Regions from separate parts of the Pan troglodytes genome. Here region 2 is linked to region 1. Evidence: chromatin contacts called from public Hi-C data. All regions are on one chromosome and are shown on one strand. Each heading gives the region's core, a stretch centred on a gene start, on an enhancer-like site or on the middle of the called end of the contact. The rest is flanking DNA. Distances are from core to core; before and after follow the strand shown. Region 1 has its middle 190 kb from the start of MERTK. Region 2 overlaps LOC134807861 (a long non-coding RNA gene).

Region 1 (4,036 bases), core at 760-3,259:
GGCCAACATGGTGAAACCCTGTCTCTGCTGAAAATACAAAAATTAGCCAGGCATCGTGGCAGGCACCCATAATCCCACCTACTCGGGAGGCTGAGGTGGGAGAATGCCTTGAACCCGGGTGGCAGAGGTTGCAGTGAGCCAAGATCACAGCACTGCACTCCAGTCTGGGCAACAGAGTAAGACTCCATCTCAAAATAAATAAATAAATAAAGCAAAACCTGGCAGGAAAGCTCCCATGAACAACCAGTAATGGAAACAGTTGCAGATTTTCATGCCTTTGACCAGGAAACACCCACATGGAGGGCAGGGGGCTTGGGCACCTCCATGTGGTTGGCCAGCTCCACGGGCTCTTCTGTACTCTTGAATCTGAGCTCTTGCATTATGCAGTGAAGTAGCTATTTCCTTGCCATTTTGGGCCAAAAATACTACCACAAAGCGGGGATGATAGCTTTCTGTAAAAGTGCTTTGTGTAGTGCCTGGGACCTAGTACATGCTTAACAAACAAGAATATTATTATTCTTGTCTGGCTTTCTCATAATCATTAATGCATGCTCTAGGAGGAATACTGTGTCCTTTCTCTTCTTCTCCTTTTTTTTTTTTTTTTTTGAGATGGAGTCTTACTCTGTCGCCCAGGCTGGAGTGCCGTGGCTTGATCTCTGCTCACTGCAACCTCTGCCTCCTGGGTTCACACCATTCTTCTGCCTCCGTCTCGCAAGTAGCTGGGACTACAGGTGTCCGCCACCACGCCCAGCTAACTTTTTTGTATTTTTAGTAGAGATGGGGTTTCACCATGTTGGTCAGGCTGGTCTTGAACTCTTGACCTCAGGTGATCCACCTGCCTCGGCCTCCCAAAGTGCTGGGATTACAGGCGTGAGCCACCACGCCCAGCCTCTCTTCTTTAGTCCAGAAGATGGACTGTGTGAAGAAAGTCTCCACCCAGCCACTGTCCTGAGGGTTTATAAAAGTCCACCTCACCCTTACCAGCTCGAGTTCCTAAAAGGTGAGGAACTTTGTGGTGATAATTTTAACATTACAGTATCTATTCAGATAGGTAGAAAACTGACTTATTCTTTTTATTTTTTTATTTTTTATTTTTATTTTTTGAGATGTAGTCTTGCTCTGTCACCCAGGCTGGAGTACAGTGGCGCAATCTCAGCTCACTGCAACCTCCACCTCCCAAGTTCAAGCAATTCTCCTGCCTCAGCCTCCCAAGTAGCTGGGACTACAGGCACCGTATTAGCCAGGATGGTCTTGATCTCCTGACCTTGTGATCCACCCACCTCGGACTCCCAAAGTGCTGGGATTACAGGTGTGAGCCACCTCACCTGGCCTAAACTGCCTTATTTTAAAGCCTTTAGATTGTTATGTGTTTTGGGCATGTAATGCCTATTGAATGAATCTTATGTGTGGTGAGCATAATTATTTCAAAACATCTATGATCCAATAATTCTTTAATATTATCTCCTTGAACTTGCACACTGGCTGTCTATCACTCTTCAGGCAGAAAAGAAAGTAAATTTCTTCTTCTTCTTTAAACAAGTGGCTTCAGGATCACAGTAACATTTGTTGTAGGGCTGTGTGTGTGTGTGTGTGTGTGTGTGTGTGTGTGTCTATGTGTCTATCATGTTTTGATATTTAGATGCCTAGACTCAGAGCAGTAGCTCTGCTGGGGACTTAGTGAGTGATGGAATACTAGCAAATGGCCACACGTGGGTGTGCGTTCTCCACGTATGGATCAGAGACCTGGAGCACATGGAGGTTCTGCCAGCTCGCACACCAGCATTTAGCAAGCAGATGGTCCTGGCAATATTCGCAGCCATTGAAAATCATGTTTTCCAAGAATATTTAATGACGGAGAGAAATATGATCTAACGTGAAGTGAATTGCATCAAGACTCTGAACTGTGTACCCAGGATGGTCTGATGAGTCAGCTATAATAACCACAGGCAGGAAGTGGAGCCAACCAAACCCTGCTGACTCATTCCCATGGACGGGGAGAAGGGGAGGAAGCGCCTATAGAAGGTGCCCAGCCCTGGGAAGGTCAGTTAACGCCTGACTGACAGGGTCAGAAGAGGAGGAGGAGGAGCAGCGAGCCAGGCAAGAAAGGGGGTGAGGCTGCTGGGAACAGGACAGGGCAGCACCCCTGCAAAGGTCATCATGTGGACCATTTTCCCAGGTGCCAACCCCAAACTGTCCTACCCTTTTCACTAAAGGGTGTTGGCTGCCGAGCTCTTGTTTGGTAGTTCCTTGAGGGTCCCTTAAAGTCACGTCTACATGCTTTTTAAATTTTAATTTTACAGTACTATTTGAAAGGCAACTTGAATGTGGTCTAGTCCCATAACTAGAGGGTCGGCTGAAATGAATCTATGTGGCTTCAAAAATAAATTGCAAATGTATCTTTCGGTTGTCAACCCTAATAGTTATCAATAACTTGCTTTGGGAAAGATCTTTCATCTCTATGTATTTACTATGATTAGACTCTATTAATACTATTAATATTAATAATAATATTAATCTCTGTGGCCTTTGCAAACAGTGGTGTTTATTTATTTGTAGCTGTTGGTTCAGATAGAACTGAAAAGGAGGGAAAGTGGTTTATCTTAAGAAGGTGACGAGATGGAAAAGAACACCTTCTGGTTCTGAAGTGACCGCTTTCCACGTGCCATTTTCCCGGCCCTGCTGCCCTGTGACCTCTCCCAGGATCACTTAAGGAAAGAAAGAGGAGCTCAGACTTCCCTTCAGGGGCCTGACACCCTGGGGGCTTGGCTGCCACAGGAGTTTCTTGGCATTCAGGCTGGGGACATCCTAATTCTTGCACCTGAGAGGCCCTGTCTCTCTTCCTCCAACAGTTACTGATAGGCATCACGGGGTTGATTGGTGTGTGTCTAAGTTCCTTCCAAGGGAAAAGTTGTGCACATCCTTGTTAAGAGGAAAAGAAAAAAAAAAAGCTTGTTTTTTTTCAGGAGGTATACATGTTTATTGTTGAAAATGTGTATATTGACTCTCTGCTATGTATCTTCTTGTTTTTTTAAATTTTTACTTTGAAATAATTATAGACTTATATGAAGTTGTAAACGTAGTACAGAGAGGTCCTGGGTACCCTCCACCCAGGTTCCCCCATTGGTTATATCTTACATAATTGTAGTACAGTACCCAAACCAGGAACCTGGCTTTGGTATATTGTGTGTGTATAGTTTTATGACATTTTATTACATGTGGAGAGCACCGAAACCACTACCACAATCAGGACACAGAACTGATTCGTCGCCACAAAGGGACACTGCGCTTCCCCTCCGCAGTCACACCCCCTCCGCCCCCATCGTCCCCAACCCCCGGTAACCACTAATCTGTTCTCCGTGTCTATATTTTAGAAATGTTATATAAATGGAATCACACAGTATATGACCTTTTGAGGCTGGATTTTATTTAATTAATTTATTTATTTGAGACAGAGTCTGGCCCTGTTGCCCAGGCTGGAGTGCAGTGGCGTGATCTTGACTCACTGCAACCTCTGCCTCCTGGGTTAAAGCAACTCTAGTGCCTCAGTCTCCCAAGTAGCTGGGATTACAGGCATGTGCCACCACTCTTGGCTAATTTTTATATAGTATTTTCAGTAGAGATGGGGTTTCATCATGTTGGCCAGGCTGGTCTCAAACTCCTGGCCTCAAGTGATCTGCCTGCCTTGGCCTCCCAAAGTGCTTGAATTACAGGTGTGAGCCATCATGCCCAGCTGGAGACTGGGTTTTTTGTTTTTTTGTTTTTTTTTCACTCAGCAGGATTCCCTAGAGACCCATCCAAGTTGTGGCATGTATCAATAGTCCATTCTTTTTTTTGTTGCTGAGTAGTACTCCATGGTGGTCATTAATTTTATGTGCCAACTTGGCTAGGTCATGGTACCCAGATATTTGGTCATGCGTTATTCTGGATGTTTCTGTGAAAGTATTTTTTTTTTTTTTTTTGAGACAGAGTCTCTCTCTGTTGCCCAGGCTGGAGTGCAGTGGCGCAGTCTCGGCTCACTGCAAGCTGTGCCTCCGGG
Region 2 (3,814 bases), core at 747-3,246, 220 kb after region 1:
GAGCATTTAAACGCTCGGCTGTCAATGATTGTCATTTTCATTGTTTACACATAGTCACATCCTCAGTTTGTGGGGTGGATGCATTTGATTCAATTCAGATATGCCTTTCAAGCTGGCCCTGCTGAGCTGGGCCTGAAAGGCACATGGCTCATCTCATCTGCATGTGACACAGTCTCTTTGAAGTCCCCAGAAGTGCCTGCTCAGAGTCATGCTCGGGAGGGAAGAGGTAAGGCACAGAATGAGTACAGACTGCCACCCAGCCGCAGGAAAGGTGACTGCACACCAGAGGTTCCTGGTAAGGAGGTGATTCACCCGCGACTGTCTCACCTGTCCAAAGTGTGTGTCACCTGCTCTGTGTTCACCCACTGGGTTCATCAGAGGGGCACTTGAACAAAACAGGAATGTCACTGGAGAGGGGAACAAATGCTGTCCCCAAGTCCTTCCCTGCCCTTTAAAGCAACGCAGCCCCTGTCCGCACATCCTCACCCCCATCTGCCCTCTGCTTGCCAGAATTATCAGAATCTCTCAATTCTAATTTCAGCCATTCTCTGTGAAAATGAAAAGTTAGTGGCAGGCAATGGACACCCTATTGAAATAGAAATTGTTCTTCATATGTCAGAAAAGTCCCAGAGTAATCTGGGAGTAATCTGAGCAAACTGATTCAAAGGATTATTACAATTTCTTAGTCTTCTACTGCTGCAAAAGTGGCACTCTTTGATTCTCATGTTTGAGGTTCTAATTGCTACCTCATGCAGGACTTAGGAGAGATCAGCCATGCTGCTTACACTGTGTGTAGTGAATCAATGTTATTCTGAAGGGCCTCCTGGAAGCAGTAGGGATTGGAGAATGTATGTCTTTTAACATGATCATTCCCATCCTATGGGGGTTGGGCACTCTTAACTCATGTTGCAGATGAGTAAACTGAGGCTTTTGAGAGTTTGAGGGTGCACAGCTTGCTTGAGGCAGAGGTGGAATTCCCAGCTTCATCCAAGAAACCACGAATCTCCAATGGCTTGCACACATCCAGGTTTGCTGGATCCTATTTGCCAAGACCACATGCAGATTAGGAGCCTTCAAACAAATTATTTCCAAGGGAGGGCATCTTTCTCTGTAACCCCTACCCTGGCAATTCTCCATGGCCTCAGGGAGTCCAGCCGGAAGCGCTGCGATGAGTCCTGGGGAACTCTCTTGCCAAGGCAGGTGCTGTAGGTACTCATCTGGAAAAAGGCGCTCATGACAGGTGGTGCCAACCTTCCACGGATGCTTTTCAGCATCTCTTGGGATGAGGATATAGAATTTCTCTTTCACCCTGTAAATGTGGTAAATGAGGGAATAGAATTTCCAGCTTTAATTTTTCTGAATAGGATTCAAAAATGAAATTGTATAAAAAGGTATCCAGTGAAAAACACACACCCATCCCCATCTCCCATCCAGTTCCCTCCGTAACCCTTTTCTTAGTTTCTTATATGTCCTTTCAGAGTTTCTTTATGCAAATACAGCATAAGCAAAAAAGAATGGGCCTTTTTCTTTTCTTCCTTATTTCCCACAAAATCTATCAAAATGGGTTTTTTTTTGTTTTGTTTTGTTTGAGACAGGGTCTCACTCTGTTGCCCAGGCTGGAGTGCAGTGGCACGATCATGGTTCACTGCAGCCTCGACCTCCTCAGGCTCAGGTGATCCTCCCATCTCAGCCCTCTGAGTTGCTGGGACTACAAGCATGCATCACCAGGCCTGGCTAATTTTTCTATTTTTTGTAGGGACAGGGTTTTGCTGTGTTGCCCAGGCTGGTCTCAATCTCCTGGACACAAGCAATCTGCCTGCCTCAGCCTCATAATGTTTTTTTTAATGTTAAACCTCTTCTTGTGTTGAGAGGCCTGGCTTGTGTGTTTGAGCGCAGCTGCCTACCTTTGCAGCTGTAAATGTCAGGGCTCCAGAAGGGCTGGCTGGGTCTCCCCTCCTCCCCTGTTGGGTGGGTGGGGCCCTGAGCTTATCCAGGCATCCCCAGGGGAAGTGTGGATGGATGGGTGGATGGGCAGGCCCTGGCCTTTAGGGAATGCACTGTGTGTGGTCTTCCAGCCCCAGCAAAGTCTCAGGGGGCCCGAGCGGGAAGTCGCCATCCTCAGGGGGTCCGAGTGGGGAGTCGCCATCCTCACGGTCAGCCGTGGTTTCGAATTGAGCTCCCAGGGGCGGAGACTCCATTCCCCCGGGGAACAATCTGATAGCCAGAAATGAGAGCAGTGAGTGACTTGGACGCTGTGTGATTCAGGAGGGTCCCAGTCCCTCAGAGTCGCCTGGACACCAGATTGTATTTACAAAACAGATGGATGAGGAAATGGAGATTGGGTCTTCAAAAGAATTAACCTCAGATTTTATTTATTTATTTATTTTAAAATTTTTAATTTTTCCCAAGGACCCTTTCCAAGTCAACAATTGTTTTAAAAAGAAGCCTGGTGAAGGCAAATGCTGTCTGTGGCAGAAGGCACCGTGAGGAGCTGAGGCTGACTTATGTTTCCCCTCTGGGCTAGGTGCACCTCTAAGGAGTTCACACACTTTAACCCCCTTAGGAACCCTACATGATCATCCTCGTTTCTTAAAGAGGAAGCAGAGCCAGCAAACAAGTGGGGGAGCCACAGTTCCAGCCCAGGTATCACTGGGCCCTGCCTGCCCCAGCCGGCTCCTCGGGAGCACACAGCACCCCACGCGTATGCAGGGGACAGCTGTCCTCACAGGAACAGCCCTGGGACCTACAGGACTTCCTGGGGTTTACCCTCAGAGCACCCATGAGGTTAGAATCACAAAGCCCGGGAGTCAGGAGACACAGGGCAGCTGGAGGGAGGTCTTTACTGAGGCACAGCAGCCCCGTCTAGAGGCCTCCCTGAGAGGCACTTCCTGAGGAGTCTGGTGGATTTTGAGCTGCTTTTTAAACAACCTTCTCCTTAGCATAGACACTGACACTGAAGGGAAAGAAAGCAAATGGTCCGTTCTTAGTGGGAAGGCAACTTGCTTTCAGGGGAACGAGTCTGGGGGAAGAGGACTGGTAGAAGACACGACTAAGAAAGTGAGTAGGAGTCCAGACGTGTGTGATTCATCCTTTAGGGCCTCTGTGTGTGATGGGTTGACTTGTGTCTCCCAAAATTCACATGTGGACGTCCTTGCCCCTGGCAGCTCAGGCGTGACCTTATTTGGAAATAGTGCCATTGCCGATGTAATTAGTTCAAATGAGGTCAGCTGGAGTCGGGTGGGCCCCTCATCCCATACCACTGGTGTCCTTATAAGAAGGGGAAATTTCAAGACAGACACACACTCAGGGAGTACACCATGTGAAGACTGGACTTAAACAGCTACACCACCAGAAGCCGAGAGAGAGGCTGGAACATAGCCTTCCCTTTGGAGGTAGCCTGGCCCGGTGGGCACTGTGATCTCAGACTTCCAGCCTTCAGAACTGTGAGACAATATTTTATTGTTTAAGCCACTTATTTTTTGGTACTTTCTTACGGCAGCCCTAGCAGATGCTAATCCAGCGTGCGTCCTGACAGAGGTTGAAGGGGGCTCCTCAAGTCCCAGGTCCAGCTTGGTGTGGTTCAGCTACTCGAGAGACATCTGCTGCTAATGGATGAGCAGTCAACCTGGACGCAGGAAATCATTTTTTATTTGGGTGAATACAATATTCTCCTTTTGTTTTCACTTTTCCTAAAAGTTAAATCGAGGTTCAAAAGAAAATCGAGGTTCAAAAGAAAAATTTGGTCTTTACATGTGCTAAAAAGAAAAAAAACAAAAAGACTCATTTCATCTTTATATGGGATGGGATCCGTGCT

The links. A called contact is a pair of places that touch in the nucleus more often than the background predicts.
Region 2: a Hi-C map of induced pluripotent stem cells shows a contact between it and region 1, with 2.6 times the contacts expected there. The contact joins two enhancer-like sites. A contact is called at or near these places in 3 of 7 Hi-C or Micro-C datasets (induced pluripotent stem cells and stem cell-derived neural progenitor cells).

The regions. Positions count from the first base shown.
Region 1 is chr12:11,520,107-11,524,142 of NHGRI_mPanTro3-v2.0_pri, forward strand. No RefSeq gene overlaps it. Among named protein-coding and RNA genes, the nearest start is that of MERTK, 190 kb to the left of the region's middle. Within about 2 kb of position 2,010, at least 8 of the 24 cell types and tissues checked have an H3K27ac peak or open chromatin away from gene starts, as enhancers often do. A contact at or near this core is called in induced pluripotent stem cells and stem cell-derived neural progenitor cells, where this site is marked.
Region 2 is chr12:11,744,220-11,748,033 of NHGRI_mPanTro3-v2.0_pri, forward strand. The region is part of intron 1 of LOC134807861 (a long non-coding RNA gene); the gene reads left to right. Among named protein-coding and RNA genes, the nearest start is that of BCL2L11, 360 kb to the right of the region's middle. Within about 2 kb of position 1,997, at least 5 of the 24 cell types and tissues checked have an H3K27ac peak or open chromatin away from gene starts, as enhancers often do. A contact at or near this core is called in induced pluripotent stem cells and stem cell-derived neural progenitor cells, where this site is marked.